2 separate regions of the Oryctolagus cuniculus genome follow, and region 2 is linked to region 1. The links are chromatin contacts, called in public Micro-C maps. All regions are on one chromosome and are shown on one strand. The core of a region is the stretch at or near the end of the contact, and the rest is flanking DNA. Distances in the headings are between cores, read along the strand shown.

Evidence for each region. A called contact is a pair of places that touch in the nucleus more often than the background predicts.
Region 2: a contact with region 1 is called in a Micro-C map of ear pinna, with 2.3 times the contacts expected there. The contact joins two enhancer-like sites. A contact is called at or near these places in 2 of 6 Hi-C or Micro-C datasets (ear pinna and an unstated tissue).

What each region holds. Positions count from the first base shown.
Region 1 is chr7:75,916,119-75,919,909 of mOryCun1.1, reverse strand. No RefSeq gene overlaps it. Among named protein-coding and RNA genes, the nearest start is that of SLC44A3, 26 kb to the right of the region's middle. Within about 2 kb of position 1,894, at least 1 of the 8 cell types and tissues checked has an H3K27ac peak or open chromatin away from gene starts, as enhancers often do. A contact at or near this core is called in ear pinna, where this site is marked.
Region 2 is chr7:76,079,751-76,083,541 of mOryCun1.1, reverse strand. No RefSeq gene overlaps it. Among named protein-coding and RNA genes, the nearest start is that of F3, 74 kb to the left of the region's middle. Within about 2 kb of position 1,726, at least 1 of the 8 cell types and tissues checked has an H3K27ac peak or open chromatin away from gene starts, as enhancers often do. A contact at or near this core is called in ear pinna, where this site is marked.

The DNA of each region.
Region 1 (3,791 bases), core at 645-3,144:
AATGAACTGCTGGAGTACACAGTGACATGGCTGAAATTGGGAACATTTCATAAGAGAAAGATGTCAGACACTAAAGAAGCATATTGCTTTGTTCCATTTTTGAAATTTCTAGAAAAGGCTGACTATGGAAACCACTTTCAGCGGTTGCCTGGGGCTGAAGGTGGGAATAAGAATTGACTACAAAAGGCACAAAAGAAATTTTTGGAGGTAATAGAGGATTCTTAACCTTGATTACAATCAGGTTGGCAAATGTATAAATTTACTAAACCTTGTCAAACTGTGCAGTTGCCATGGGTAAGTTTATAAATTAAACCTTGATAAAGGTGTTTTTCTTTTTTAAAGATATATTTATTTTTTACTTGAAAGTCAGAGTTACACAGACAGAGGAGAGGCAGAGAGAAAGAGAGAGAGAAAGAGGTCTTCCATCCAATGGTTCACTCCCCAATTGGCCACAACAACCAGTACTGCACTGATCTGAAGCCAGGAGCCAGGAGCTTCTTCCAGGTCCCCCATGCGGGTGCAGGGGCCCAAGGACTTGGGCCATCTTCCACTGCTATCCCAGGCGACAGCAGAGAGCTGGATGGGAAGTGGAGCAGCCTGGTCTTGAACCAGCGCCCATATGGGATGCCGGCGCTTCAGGCCAGGGCATCAACCCGCTGCACCACAGCTCCGGCCCCATAAAGGTGTTCTTAAAGACTGAGCTTATGCTTGCACACTTGAGTTTCTAGACCTAAATTCACACCTGCGTTATCACTTTGATTTTTCACACGCCAAAGTCACCCTGACTACCATGGGAACCAGTTTGGACTATAGCTGGTCACCTGCCTTCATCATTTTACAATTTATTTTGAAAGCACAGAAGCTCCTGTCGTCGTCCCTGATTCCTGCCTTCAGAAACGTTGCTGTTCTGTGATTATTCATTCCACCGGGGAAGGGTTCAGTCACGGGGCCAGAACTCAGGAGGCCACTCAGATGGCGAGCGGGGCTCGGTGCTGCTCCATGCCTCATGCACCGCTTTTCATCCACATCTACAGCAGTGATTATTTGGAGAAAGGTTGCTGCATTCTAAAGACTGAAAATCCCGTCTCAAGGCTTCCCGTTTCCATTTAGGTTTACTCTCGCTAACATAGATATGAAAGGATTTCATTGTAAGGTCCCTCTCCCGACTTCTTCTGTGACCCTTCCAGATCCCAAGCCATTCAGGATCTGAGTCTTGGAATCTTGCAAACCCTAGGTAAACTGAACTGGCCCATCTGGCCACACTTTGCAAAATTTTTCTTCCTTCATACCTGGAAGTTTAGGGTGAGTGGTTTAAAGATTTGTTTTTATTTTTATAAAACATATAGCCCAAATCAAATTATGTCTATAAACTTCAATTTATTTTAGTTGTTAATGAAATTATCACTCGAAATAATGCAGCTGGGTGAAATAGGAACCAGATTATACCAGCAGGTCATTGAATGAAATTCAGGATAACACACGTCCACAAATCTGAGAAGGCTTAGTTGCCCAGATCTGGGAGTGGGAGATCCTTGGTTCTATTTACAAATGGTATGCAACATATGTCGGAATAATGGTGATTTCTTCTATGGAAATCGTGAGTTAACTTTCAAAACTTGTTTTTCTTCCCTTTTTTTTTTCAATTTGTTTCAGAGGTCACCAGGCTCTTCCCAATTCCAATCAGCACCACTTCCGCAACAAGGAGAGGGCCTGACACTGAACTTTTGTTGGGAAGATTATTTCAGTCAAAACCTCACTGAGATTCTGGGCAGCGGGAAAACTGGCTTCCAGAAGAGACGTCTGGCAGATCACGAAGCCAGAGCAGGAGAGAGGCTCTGAGCTGAGGGCGACCTCCCCCCAACTCAGGGGTCACCTCTGCGGTCCCCCTGGCGTTCACCTAAACTAGGGCGGGACCCTGGGACTCTGAGCCGAGAGTTCAGAGTTGTAGTTCTTCTTTCTATTTCATTCAGCCTCATCAACAGTGCAGAGTAGCGAACACATTCTGGCTGTACTTGAGCTAGATGACTAAAGTTCTAAATCCGGGGGAAATCACAGCAAAAAGAAAAGGTAACTGTCACGGAGCCAAGCAGCATAAAGACAGGGTCTTCACAGTCTTCCAGGGTCCCGCGATCCTGGTCCCGAAGTCCACTGTTTCAGGGACTTCAAATGCAAAGCGCATCCCCTCGGCCCAAGGGCACACAGAGGAGTGCGGGCTGCTGTTTCTGTTTCTGGTTTACAGTTTTTATTTTTCTAAGACCATGAAAGACACTTCCTCTCCCGAACCTGGTGCATTTAAACTGTGAGTCATTGCACAGGATGTAAAGGAATCCCCGAAGCCCTATACAGACAACCTTTTCATTTCCTATTAGAGGAGGTTTCCCGTGTCACAAAATAACACGTGCAAGTTACGTAAAAAAGCAATTCACAGACCTTCTAAAGAAGGGCTTTTAGCGTGGTGATCTGTTGTAAGCATCAATCTCGCCAAGCAGTTATTACTCAGCAGGCTGCCGGATTCTTGCATTCTTTCTAAAATTAGATCTTTCCATGAAAAAGCACAATATATTGTTGTTGTCTGTTGAGGCAGAATTACAAAAGAAGTTATTTTTATCCCCCAGTTAGTTACTTTTTATTCCAATGGAACCAACCAAATAGTTTATGAAAGAAGGGGGAAAAAAGGAACCCAGACATCCGGAAAGTCAGCTTGCGTTTCTAAAATGCCTTTTCCTATTGCATTAAACCATTTGCATACCAATCATGTCCAGCTCTTCCTGGCACCAGCTTGAAAAAGGCAGGCAGTAAGTTTAAGCTTCAAAAATGAAAGAAAAACCATTTAAAAGGAGATCATCGTACTCAGAGGCTGGGCAGTGTATGCTAACCTGTTTCCTTCTCCAGCGCTGTCCCATATAGGTGCCAGATTGAGTCCCAGCTGCTCCCCTTCTGATCCAGCTCCCTGCTAATGTGCCTAGGAAAGCAGCAGAGCATGGTCCAAGTGCTTGGGCCCTTGCACCCACGTGGGAGACCTGGAAGAAGCTCCTGGCTCCTGGCTTTAGCCTGGCCCAGCCCTGGCTGTTGCAGCCATTTAGGGAGTGAACCAAAAGATGGAAGATATCAACTCTTACTCTCGCTCTCTCTCCTTCTCTCACTCTCTCCCTCTTTCAGTAATTCTGCCTTTCAAATAAATGGAATAAATCTTACCAAAAAAAAAAAAATGAAGCCAGGACTCAAACCTAGGCACTCTGATATGGGATGCAAGTATCCCAAGCAGCAAGTTAACCTCTGTGCCAAACACACCCATCCCATCCATCATTTTCTTTAAAAAAAAAAAAAAAAACTCTTATACATGAGTTTAGGTAAACCTATAAAACACTTTTTGGAACACTGGAAATACGTGAAACGTTATATATCATGAGAACTAGAAAGTTATATGGACAAGTGAAAGCAAAATTTTGTTTTGAGATAAAATTAATTGTATTGATTATATTGGATCTCAACTACTTTGAATTTTAAGAATAAAAGCTCCACTAGATAATAGCAGTCAATAGTATTCTTTTCTTTTCTTTTCTTTTCTTTTCTTTTCTTTTCTTTTCTTTTCTTTTCAAGTCTTTCTGAATATCAGAATTGGAAATCACCGGGTAGCTGGTGAAGCCTTTAGCAGACCCGCCTAGCTAGAGGGTCCCCTTCCACCCCATCCCATGACACTTGATGATCCTAACAGCTTCCTGAGGGAGCCCGGCCCATTCCTAGGACAGTTACGTACCACAGACTAAAAGAAACCCAAGGAGAAAGTCAGC
Region 2 (3,791 bases), core at 477-2,976, 160 kb before region 1:
ACTTCCCGAGGGTGAGGTCCTGTGCCTGGTACTTTGCACAATGATCTCACTGACGACTCCTTACAATCTTAGGGAAGGGGTGCCTGTGACTGAGAAATTGAGGCCTGGGGCAGTCTTGTGTCTCACCTAAGGTCACAATTACTGTGAATGGCAGAGCTGGCCTGTGTGCCGGGCCGTCTGACCTCTGGACCTGTACCCCTAACTCTTGTGTGCGATGGCCAGCACGTACTCCCACTTAACGGTCACTGCTATGTGTGCTGGTTCCCCAACGAAAGTGCAGACTCCTGGTGGCTTCCTAATGTCTTGCATCTTTGGGATTCCCTCCAGCCCCTGCTGTGCTGTTCTCAAGGTCAAGGCTGACCACATGTTTCTGGATTGATTGCACAGGGGAGGGCAGACATGTTGTCTTGTGATCCCTAGGAGTTGAGAAAGACCTCTGAAGAAATAAACCTCTCAACAGCTAGGATGAAATCAAGGCCAAGAGCATTTCTGAAGACAGGCTTTGGCAAGCCCAGCACACTGGGTGGGTGAGGTCTAATTACCCAAACCTCCCAAGGACCCATTGCCAAGGACCCATAGCTCTGGCACCCTTACATCCCATTTTCTTCAACAACTTTACCTGTTATAAAGACCTGTTAGGAATCAGCCATAAGTTTGGGGATCAGGAGACTGCACATGGGGACCCTTGCCTGAGAAATACTTGGTTGAATCGCCATGAGAGAAGCTTGGTTGCTGTAGTGGTATCCTGGGCTGTCTGCAGGCCTTGGTCCTGGCCCCAGATACCATGTATGCCTGCATGTCCTCTCTCACTTGGTTACTCATTTAACTTTGAACTTTGGTGACTAATCCGGAGGTTCCCCTCTACTTGTCCAGGCGTCATATTCTGGGCTCCACCTTCAGAGAGACACTCATGCTTTCAAGAGCTGGACCTGGGGGAGCAGGAGTCAAAACAAGGGTGAGTCCAGTGGAGACTGTGTCCCTACTGGAATATAACATTGGTGACATTTAAAGCCACCAAAGGCATTTATTTTGCAGCAAACATTTAATTCCCAGGGAGAGAGAGGGCCTGGAGCAAAGTTCTCTGTGCCCCTCCTTCCACTTCCTTTTCCCCTCTGGGGCTTCACTTACCGAAGAATGAAAAGGAACCACCTGTGCGACAGGGCCAGGCCACTCTGCAGCCAAGGAACCTAGGGACTGGATCAGTCCCAGGCAACACCACACCCAGGTCTGCTCTCCCTCTCCCCCTTATCTCCGGAGGCCCTGCGAATCCTGGGGAGGAGAGGTGAGCCTGCCTGGCCTGAGTCACGCCAAGGAAGTGAAAGGCTCAGACACATGTGGTTCATCAGTTCCTCCCAGGTCCAGCCCATGCCTACTAACCCAGACGGTGTGTGCAGATGCTGAGAAGCCAGCGGCAGTCACCAGGAGTCCCTGGAGACCAGCCATGTACCATCTGTGGGTGACACACCCGACTTGATGATCCGACCTTCATTGCAAGTGCCAGCAACTTTTCCCTCTCTTTTTTTTTTTCTTTTTCCTTTTCATTAGGGAATTTTAAAAGTAAGATTCGATTAAATGAATTCCTCAAGCTCATTCCAAATCTCATATCCTACCAGGATTTTTCAATATCCTCTTGGTTCCCTGCCACAGACAATCAATGCACGCCATGGCCAGATGGGGCGATGTCCAGAGTGAGCCTGGCAGAGACAAGCAGAGAGGAGCTCCAGATAGCCTGTTCCTGGTTCTAGGCACAGGGAAATACCCAGTTCAGGGCAGAGCCCCTGCCTCAAAGCCCTGGCTGCTCTCACTTGACTTCTTCCTCACAGCTCTTAAGCCAGGAGCAAGAGCCCTAAACTTAAAGCTGATTCCTCCAGTGCTAAAAAAGACGGGATGTAGCAATGCCCCAACTGTTGATCCTTGATAGCTTCTGATGGATGGAAAAGACTTGTTCTGTCTCAGTGCTCTTTGAAGAGCCCTTCCAACTGAGCTTCTCTGGAGTGAGTTGGAAGGAGCATTTATTTTTATTTAGTTATTCATTTTTAAAGAAAATGTTTGAAAGATAGTTACAGAGAGAGAGGAGAGACAGATCTTCCATCTGCTGGTTTACTTCCCAGATGGCTGCAACAGCTAAGGCTGGAGTTTCAAAGCTAGGAGTTTCAACTGGTTCTCCTATACAGGTGCAGGGGTCCAACACTTGGGCCATCTTCTGCTGCTTTCCCAGGCCGCTAGCAGGGAGTTGAATCGGAAGTGAGCAGCCGGGACATGAATCGTTGCTCCTCTGGGATGCTGGCATCACAGGCAGTGGCCTTACCCATTATACCACAGCTCAGGCAAAAGCAGCAGCATTTATGGGGACCCTGCCAGAAGCCCCACCTGCAGGAGGTCCTGGAGAAACAAGAATGAACGTTCCCATCCTTGATGGTTGGCCTTAGAGGGCCTGTAAACCCTTGGTTGATGAGACAGACACAGCCACTTAGCCAGGGACAGGGATCAGCACCCACTTCTTGCATAATTACTCACTGGAGTCTGATTAGGGCTCACGGAGATGCCATCTCTCCAACACTTCCTCATTCCTTCTGGCATTTCCTGTCCACTGTGGGGCTGAAGCGGGTTGACAAGACAGGACAGCCAGTGCAGGAGGTGGAATGAAGACGTTCCCTTGTGCACAATGGCTCTCATTCCAGTGGGGACCCCCAGGGGTGGTGGAGAGCTGGCCCAGCATGGTCCACCTTACTGTTGTTATCTGTCACTGGTGGTGGGCGGCAGCTCCCTGGGAAGCCTGGCCTGCCTGCCTCTGGGCTGAGCGTGTTCCTGAGGTCAGAGAGGCAGAATGCACAGGCCTGGGGAAGGGTAAGTGCCAGTGCCTCTGGGCCAACCATTGGCAGTGTTGGCCTCACCCGCCCTGGCCTCCTGAGCTCTGCACAGCTCACCTGGGAATGGCAGCCTTAATACCTGACCTGGGGAAGAGGGATGCACGCCCTGGGGTCAGTCTCTCCACCTCCCACCAGCTGGAGCGAGACGGGGAGGGCAGGTAAAGACATTTTAGGAAGCTGCCTTGAGAGAAGCTTCCCAGTGGAAATATGTGACGGCTCAGGGGGCCAGGTCGGAATTAACTCTGCACATCCGCAGGGGAGTTTCTTTGGCCCACAGACAGCTTCCTCACGAGCTCCAAGGACAGCCTGTGCAGCTCCTGCACCGGTGGACATAGAGGTTTAGCTGGAGGCAAGGACGGGGCTGGATCGGAATAGTTCTTGCTTCGCCTTCCAGGGGAATGTTCTTTGAGTCCAGGGGCTGCTCCTGGGGCCTCCTGGAGCCTGCTCCGTTGTCCAGGGCTGGTGTCCGTGCTCCTGGGACCGGCCAGCTTTCCAGGGGCATCAGTGACTCTTCCCGTGTGGCTCACAGCACCCAGACTTAGCAGGGGCACCAGGGGCTAGACACAGCCCCAAGCCATGTGGGAGTTACCGGGCCTGGCTTCCGCGTGCCAAGGGCTTTGTCAGCACTTAGGAGCTGTTTGTCAGCACTGGAAGAAATCAGCCGGACTCTGGCGGGAAAGCAGGGCAGGGCAGGGCAGGGCAGGGCAGGCTGCCTCTGAGCATGTGTTTGTCTAAATAGCTGGGCGCTCCGTCAGCCGCCCTCCTGTTTGTGGAGTCTGTGGGGTCCCTCGCCATGGCTTGGAGCCAGCAGGCTGCGGGGAGGTGAGAGCAGGATTGCAACCCTTGCCCTCCCTGCTGGCCCCTACTATGGTGAAGGGAACATCCAAGTTCAAGGCCCCTTCTTCCTCCCACCCAGAGGAG